Linked DNA regions of Mus musculus: region 2 is linked to region 1. A link is a contact called in public Hi-C data. All regions are on one chromosome and are shown on one strand. Each heading gives the region's core, a stretch centred on a gene start, on an enhancer-like site or on the middle of the called end of the contact. The rest is flanking DNA. Distances are from core to core; before and after follow the strand shown. Region 1 overlaps Dysf (dysferlin). Region 2 has its middle 29 kb from the start of Gm10445.

Region 1 (3,815 bases), core at 680-3,179:
CAAACCAATGGCAATTTGAATGAGAACATGGAAGGATAAATACAAAGGGCAGGGAGTATGTTCGAGGTAGATCTGGGTTTCTTCAGCAGTTTACCACGGTGGCCACACAGTGGCACCCACAGAAAGCCCTCCCACCTAAGACACCATCAGTCGGCCAGGAGCAGTTTCTTCAGCAGTTCACCACGGTTGCCACACAGTGAAAAGACAGGAGATGCACACGTGATAGTGTGAACCAGTTATGAGGCGACGGCATTGTTAGAGGCAGAGTTGACACTCTCTTCGGTGGATGCAGAATCTAGAGCTGCTCAGCATGCACAGTGCGAGCTCCTCATTGGCCAAGGATTCCCGAGCAGCCTGCCAGCCCCAAGGGCCCGGGATCCAGCCAGTCATTTTCTCTGCCTTGTCCTAAGGCAAGTTGGTATAGTTGGAGCAGATTCTAGAATGGTGGCCCTCAAATATGCAGGTACCGTGGAATCACCTAGAATGTTTTCACAGTTCTCTTGCACACGTGATGTGGCAGAATTGGGTAGGGTCCTTGTCTTTCTAGCAAGTCCCAGGCAATATTGTGAGAAACCAGCATGAGGTCTATGAGGTATGCGAGCATTGGGAAAAGGACCGAGGGTTTGAGGGTATGAGTTTAGGGGTAGGGTCCTGTTCGTTGCTTAGGGCATATGAACAGGGAGTGTGAGATGGATGTCTGAGAAGACCAAGCACAGGCCCTAACTCAGCCCCAGCCCTATCCAAAATGTCAAGCCCCCAGGCCAGACAGCCCCAACACGGTCATTAACTTCCCAAGTGACCAAAGAGAGCTCCAGTGGTCTCAAAAGGCTCAGAACTGTCCAAGCAATCCCATGCCAGGATGGGGAGGCTGGGATCTGGGCCAGGCTCTCTGGCCATAAGGAAACTAAGAGACAAACCAAAACCTCTGCACAGGTGGTGACAGAGAGGGGGGCTGGCACCGAGTGACTATAGAAGATGCGGGAAGGTGAAGCGAGATTTGGGCTTCCAGTTAGGGTAGACAGCAAGGTCCGACACTGAGACTGCCTCCCAGGAGCTGGCTGTAGGGGGAGGGTATCCAGATCACAGTGGGAAACACTAAAGCACCTGTGGCAGAACCACACTGGGTGCCAACGGGCACTGAACCGCACTGGGTGCCAACGGGCACTGAACCGCACTGGGTGCCAACGGGCACTGAACCGCACTGGGTGCCAACGGGCACTGAACCGCACTGGGTGCCAACGGGCACTGAACCGCACTGGGTGCCAACGGGCACTGAACCGCACTGGGTGCCAACGGGCACTGAACCGCACTGGGTGCCAACGGGCACTGAACCGCACTGGGTGCCAACGGGCACTGAACCGCACTGGGTGCCAACGGGCACTGAACCGCACTGGGTGCCAACGGGCACTGAACCTGAGCCCAGCCTGCTAGCTCAGGAGCTGAGGGGCAGTAGAGGAATCGTGGAGGGCATTCCCTGGGATGCTGGCTTTGAACCTGACTCTGTGGTTGGAAGAGGGCAATGGGATGTCCTTAGCAGAGAGAGAGAGACTTCCCCGGGGGAGTGCCTCCCTGGCACAGGACTCCCACACCCACACACAGGTCCTGGCAGGCTGGCCCCAAGCCCTCTTCCTTCTGCCCCTGGCAAGGCCTGGCGGCGTCTGTGCGTTTAATGAAACCGTCTGGCTGTGATACCATCAGCTCTAAGCTCGGCAGAGAACCTCTCCCAGTTCCAGTAAGGGAAGGAGGGCGCGTTCCGATAAATAAAACCATATTAGAGAGCCGGCGAAAAGGCCTCTTTTGTTCCCACCCCCCACCCCCCCTATGCTTCCCAACGCTTTATTTTTATAAGCGTGCGGGCCCCAGACCGACTGCGTTTACACAAAGGTCACAATTGCACATTGTAGCGGCCATGCACGTTGTATTGCTGTTGGCAGCACCCCCCACGCCGGCCTCCGAGCAGGCTGGCTCTCAGGCAGCCCCAGCAGCTCAGGCAATGAGCTCAGCGCTGGAGGGGGGGGTAGGTGGGAGGGGGGGGACAGACAGGGGGCAGCTCACAAACAAAACTCACCCAGACCCACACGCATGCACCCCACCCACCCATGGGAGGGACAAGGACAACAAAGGCATTGTAAAGAACAGGCCTGGAGGCCTTGGGCCTCAGACACTAGGCTACTGTGTGCCCAGGGCCCAGCCTCCACTACCTGCCCCTCCCCCCCCCCCCCCCCCCCCGCGCCACCACCCATCTCCCCATTCCCACTCCCTGCAAAAGACAGAAGCAGCAGCAAGGTGACCAGATGGACTCACAGATACATCCTCTGTCAGGAGGTAGGGTCAGAGGGTAAGAGCCAGGTCCCCATGTTCATAGTCCAGCCAGTCTGAGGGCTTCAGGACCCAAAAGCTCCAGCAACCCCCCCCCATGGGGGACATGTTTGAACAGATCTCTCTGAGGACCGTGTGCTGCCTTTGAAAGACTCCAGACATAGGCCACTTGAGAGTACCACCGGTTTCCCTCACAGGAACCTGTCACCAAGCCCCAATCAGGACAGTTTTTTGTATGAGTCCTGCTGGTCAGACCTTCCTGAAGCAGTTGACACTTGCATCCCATCAACCAGCCAGAGTACCAGAGCAGAGGATGTGAGTGATGGACGGCAGTACTCCTCTGCCAGAGAGGATGCTGCATCTAGAACAGTAGCCTGAGATCCCAGGTGGCTAGAGTTGGCCTGAGTCCTAGTCAGGTACTCTATGCCATGCCCATAGGAAAGGAAGGGGGATGTACGCCAGAAATCAAGACAATGCCAGTTCAATTTTGCCATAGCAATATTGCTACTACAAAATCAGGAAGGACAGGTGCGAAGATGATACCTGCCTGTGACCCTGGTACCAGGGTACTGCAGACAGAAGAACTGGGAGTTCGGGGTCATCTTTAGCTACATAGTGAGTTCCAGACCAGCCTGGGCAACAGGAATCCCTATCACAAAGTAAAATGAAATTTAAAAAGAAAATTAAAATTAAATTTAAAATGTTTAAAATTATCGAACTCAGTGTTGTTGGCAAGCAGTGGGTAGAGTGAGTGTTCTTTCTTATTGGAGCTATGCAGTGACCCATCAGAAAGCAACTGGGCAAGATGCCCTGAAAACATTAAAACGTAACCTTCTCCTCACATCCCCGAGCATCAACTAAGTTAGCCAGACTCTAGGTCCAAAGACGTCACTACAGTGGCTCTAGTAATACACCCCTCATTCGCTACTCATGTACTGACTGGCTACGACATGGTAGGGATAGGTAGGATAGCTCAGTGCCCAGGATGCAGATGAAGGAGACACCAACCAAGCTTTTGAATGTGACTCCTGGGTGAGGACGGTCACTACCCAAGTCAAGAAGCAAAGCAATACAATTTAAGCAAGGGACATTGAAGAGGGTGGGTCAGTGTCACCTGGCTACATCCAATCAGCTTCCTACAGATGCCAGCCATGCACAGGGAAAGCAGCAAGCTGACCTGGGTGACAGAGTAAAGCTAGCACCAGAGCCAGGGAGCTGCAGTAGGGGGGGATGGTGGGCAGATAGCAAAGGGGCCTGGTCTGGTGCTGAGAAATCTGGCACGAGTCCCTTGTGCTCCCCAGTTCTTGGGAAGGCCTTGAGGAATGCTGAAACAGGTTAGACAGCTCCTCCCTACACCCTCCCGGTGGCAGCTCAGCAGCTCCGCTGTGCATTGTAAAGCCCGAATCCTTTTCCCAGTCTCTTTCCCAGGAACCCTTTCTAAGTGAAGCGTTTCACGAGCCTCCAATGCAGTCTGGAAAACCCCTTCCCATGCCTGT
Region 2 (3,815 bases), core at 674-3,173, 260 kb before region 1:
CGAGTCCTTGTCCCCTTCATCTGGGTGCTTCTGGTCTTCTCTTTCTCCTCTCAGATTCTGCAGGGCTCACAGGCTTTGCCAAGTTCTACCTCACCAGGAAGCTACTTTTAGATGCTCAGCTGACCTTAACCCCTGCCCCAGATGCACACCTGTGTATCTGCTGGACTTAGCTCTGCTTAGCAGCTAGGTCAGTCCTCCTTGAAGGTACTAAAGTGGCCCAGGTGTCTGTGGCTGGTGAGTGAGTGAAGCTCTCTCACAATGCAGGGCTTAGAGATAAGAGAGATTATGGCCTGTTGTACTAGCTCTGGGAAAGTCCAGAGCACTGCTGAATCAGAGCCATGGTCATTGTCGAAACCTCTGCTTTGGTATCTAGGCCGGAGAAAGCTCTTGCTTGGTATCCGTTGGTCTGTCCGTCCATCTATTTATCTATCCATCTACTCATATGTCTACCTAACTATTAACTATTCATCAGTCATCTTTTTATCCATCTGACTATCCTCACTCTACCTAGCATCATCTGTCTGTCTGTCTGTCTGTCTGTCTGTCTGTCTGTCTACATACTTATCTATCTTGCTCTCTATTCGGTACAGCATCTGCTGGCCCAGGGAGGAGGAAGTGGGGATCCTTCCTGTGCTGTGCATACCCCCCAGGGAAGGTCTGAGGAGTGTTGTTGAAAATGAAGAGCTGACTTAGTAGAGTGCTTGCCTTGGGAACGGAGTTCAATTCCTAAAACCTGTGGCCTTTTGTTTTAAAAGAGCAGAGCATGGCAGCATGTGCTTGCAATGGCAGTGCCTGAGGAGGCAAAGGCAGGTGGGTTCCTGGGGCTCACTGGGCAGCCAATTGTAGTTTACTTGGCAAGTTCCAGGCCAGTGTAGAGAGCCCATGTCTCAAAACAATGTGAAGAGGGCTGGTGAGATGGCTCAGAGTGTAAGAGCACTGACTACTCTTCCAAAAGTACTGAGTTCAAATCCCAGCAACCACATGGTGGCTCACAACCATCTGAATGAGATACGATGCTATCTTCTGGTGTGTCTAAAGACAGCTACAGTGTACTTGCATATAATAATAAATAAATCTTTATTAAAAAAAAAAACAACGTGACAAATACCCGAGGAATGACAGCTAAGGTTGTCCTCTAAGTTCCACACGTACGTGCATACATATATACCCCCACCAAACACCCAGAAATTATTAGAATAAGGAAATATTGCTAGCAGGAGATCTGGTAGATGGTTCTTTGAAATTGCAGAGGATGAGGCTTTGAAGGGAAAGAAGAAAAGGGGAGCTGGGGGAAGAGAGGGAGGGAAGAGGGATGGGGATATGAGGCCTTCCTGGGTACCAGACAGTCTAACTTTTGTAGGTTCCACCCCAGAGTATATAAAAGAATTAAAATGCACCCAAATCCCACATTAAACAGAATTATTTTGCTATAAAATTCTTGGAAAGAATTTTTATAATTTTGCTTTTGAAATGATTTGGCTGCAGTTTACAGGCTTGGTTTACGATCGCCCCTGACTTCTCAGCCACCCTCACACTCAGGAATCTATGCAAGGCGAGGAAATCTAAGGTACAAATTGTTTTCAAATGGAGGGAAAATCCCATGAGTTTGCAGTGGACCCCACTGAGGAAGTTAGGATGTATTTCTGAATTTTCTATTATTTTCGTTTTTCTTCTTCTGTATTTTGGGATCAAGTTTGTTTTTTTTCTCGGTCATTATGCTTTGTTGAGTAAAGAGGTTATAGGCCTAAAATACAGGCAAGGGTTTATAGGAAACAGTCTTGGGAGGGATGGAGAGACAAGCCTTTGTGCAGAGAGCTTGTCTCATCTCCAAGCCAGACCATTCCCTTGTGGACAGTCTTTCTTCCAGCTGGCCTCCCAGAGCCCAGTCACCACTGGACCAGGCAAGGGCCAGCACTTGGGAAGGGGGTGGCTGTGCAGTTGCCATGTACTGGGGAGTCTGGGAGGGTCAACCTAGGTCAACTTGTCACATCCAATTGTGGGCCTGCAGTTATGAGAAACCTGCCTCAGGCCAAGGAAGCTGTGAGGCCATTGGGGCCTGGCGGCAGGACACCTGTACTTTGTCACTTGGACTCCGTGGAACTGGCCCTGAGGAGTTGGGGGAGGGGCCTGAAAGCTACTTCATGACTCCTGTGTTCAGTCACTGGCCGTTTTATGATCTGAGAGGTGAACTGGGGAGCAGCCGCATGTGCATCTTGCTCCTAACACACTGAATAAAAATGCAGACCAACCTTGTGTGTTGGGACTTTTTTTTTTTAACGAAAATAAAATAAAACAAAACTCCCAGCTCACTTTAGGTAATGGTGCTGAGATCTGTAAGCCCCCCACACCCAGGACTGGCCTGACATCTTTCTGAGGAATCCATGCAGGGATAGAAAGGGACCCTGTCCCTCACAGATGGAGTCTCCCTGGGGTGTAGGCTGCTGTCTTTGACCCCAGCCACCACCTCAGCTCAGTGGGGGCTGTCCCCCTGGTGTACTGTAGCCGATGAAATGAGGTGCTATGATTAATAGGATCTCTTCTTCATGTCAGGATGATGTATGGGCTGCAGGAGCAGGTCTGACCACAGCGTGGGGGGCTGTGCAGGGACCACACCCAGCAGATCCCCAACAGACTAGGACTTGGCACTAGCTTGTGATAGAGACATATCCCATGCCTTGATGAAAGCTTCAGTATGGAGTTAGCAGTACATGGGAAGGCCGGCAGCGGCTGGCTGCGTGCTGTCAACTGTTTTCTGAGGTGCTGGGGCTGGAGAAGTGAGGCAGGGCTTAGAAGTCAAGCTCCTGTTTATCTCCAAGCTCCCTCCACAGGCACAGCGCTCCCTCGGAGCCTGCAGCCTGCACTGGGTGTGTAGTGAAGGTGCCATCAGCTCTCAACACTTGGTTTACTGGCTTCATTCAGTTGGTCTTTGCCTGTCTGACTTGAGTGCTCCTGGTTGGTCCCCAGCTTCCCTCCACTCAGTAGTTCAGGGATCCTGGCTTCCAGTGCAGTGGGTGAGCAGAGCTGGGCCCGCACACTCTGTTTTGAAGCCCTTGTATCTAAGGAGTGGCTTCACATCCTGTTGATGTCACAGTGCTTATGAGTACGTCCCCCAAAGCCAGCGCATGAGCAGCACTGTCTGCCCATCATGGCTCTTGGATGTTATAAATCAGTCTCACAAAACACCACTGTGGGAGACTATCAGTCTAATTCACTGACTCTAAGATGCATCCTTCCCTAGAATACCTGTGACTTCTCTGTCACTAAGACACAGCCAGCGGCATCTTGTACTGGCCGTAAGCCATGGTGACTGGGTAAAAAAATATTAAACAACAACGACAACACACATCCTTCAAACTGGGAAGGAGAGCTCCAGCATCCACAGACTCTGGAGCTGAAATCAGAGAGGCCGAGTAACTGGCCCCCAGCCACACAGCCAAAAACTGATGGTGACGTGACTGGACCTCCTCTCTGCTTGCAACATGTAGCAAGACGGGCAAGACGGGCTTCGGGAGCCAGTGTTGTTGAGCTCACCCTCCGGACTCTCCTCGGGAGCTGATGAAGCCTCTGGCCTTTTGTGGAAGGGACTAAGAGAAACTTTCTCCAAACTCAAGCTCAGCGATCTCAAACTGGGCAGAAGTCAGCTCTTAGCCACAAGGACATCTATACAAGAGCGCTTGCTGCATTCTTGCCTGGTTGATAAGTTAATCACTGAAAAAGGAACTGGTGGGATACACCCAAGGCTGAGCAACTCCGAGGCACAAGCTGGCAGAAGTGAAAGTGATAGGGACCTGGAAAAAAAGAGCTTTATCACCCTG

What was found. Hi-C and Micro-C count contacts between places; a contact is called where the count stands out from the background.
Region 2: a contact with region 1 is called in a Hi-C map of the N1E-115 cell line, with 2.5 times the contacts expected there. The contact joins two enhancer-like sites. A contact is called at or near these places in 2 of 15 datasets of contacts at CTCF or cohesin (the NIH/3T3 cell line and stem cell-derived epiblast-like cells), 5 of 484 Hi-C or Micro-C datasets (the HL-1 cell line, the N1E-115 cell line, embryonic fibroblasts and 2 more) and 1 of 9 other capture datasets (embryonic stem cells).

What each region holds. Positions count from the first base shown.
Region 1 is chr6:84,133,070-84,136,884 of GRCm38.p6, reverse strand. The region is part of intron 32 of Dysf (dysferlin); the gene reads right to left. Among named protein-coding and RNA genes, the nearest start is that of Dysf, 120 kb to the right of the region's middle. Within about 2 kb of position 1,929, at least 54 of the 459 cell types and tissues checked have an H3K27ac peak or open chromatin away from gene starts, as enhancers often do. A contact at or near this core is called in the N1E-115 cell line, where this site is marked.
Region 2 is chr6:84,392,964-84,396,778 of GRCm38.p6, reverse strand. No RefSeq gene overlaps it. Among named protein-coding and RNA genes, the nearest start is that of Gm10445, 29 kb to the left of the region's middle. Within about 2 kb of position 1,923, at least 14 of the 459 cell types and tissues checked have an H3K27ac peak or open chromatin away from gene starts, as enhancers often do. A contact at or near this core is called in the N1E-115 cell line, where this site is marked.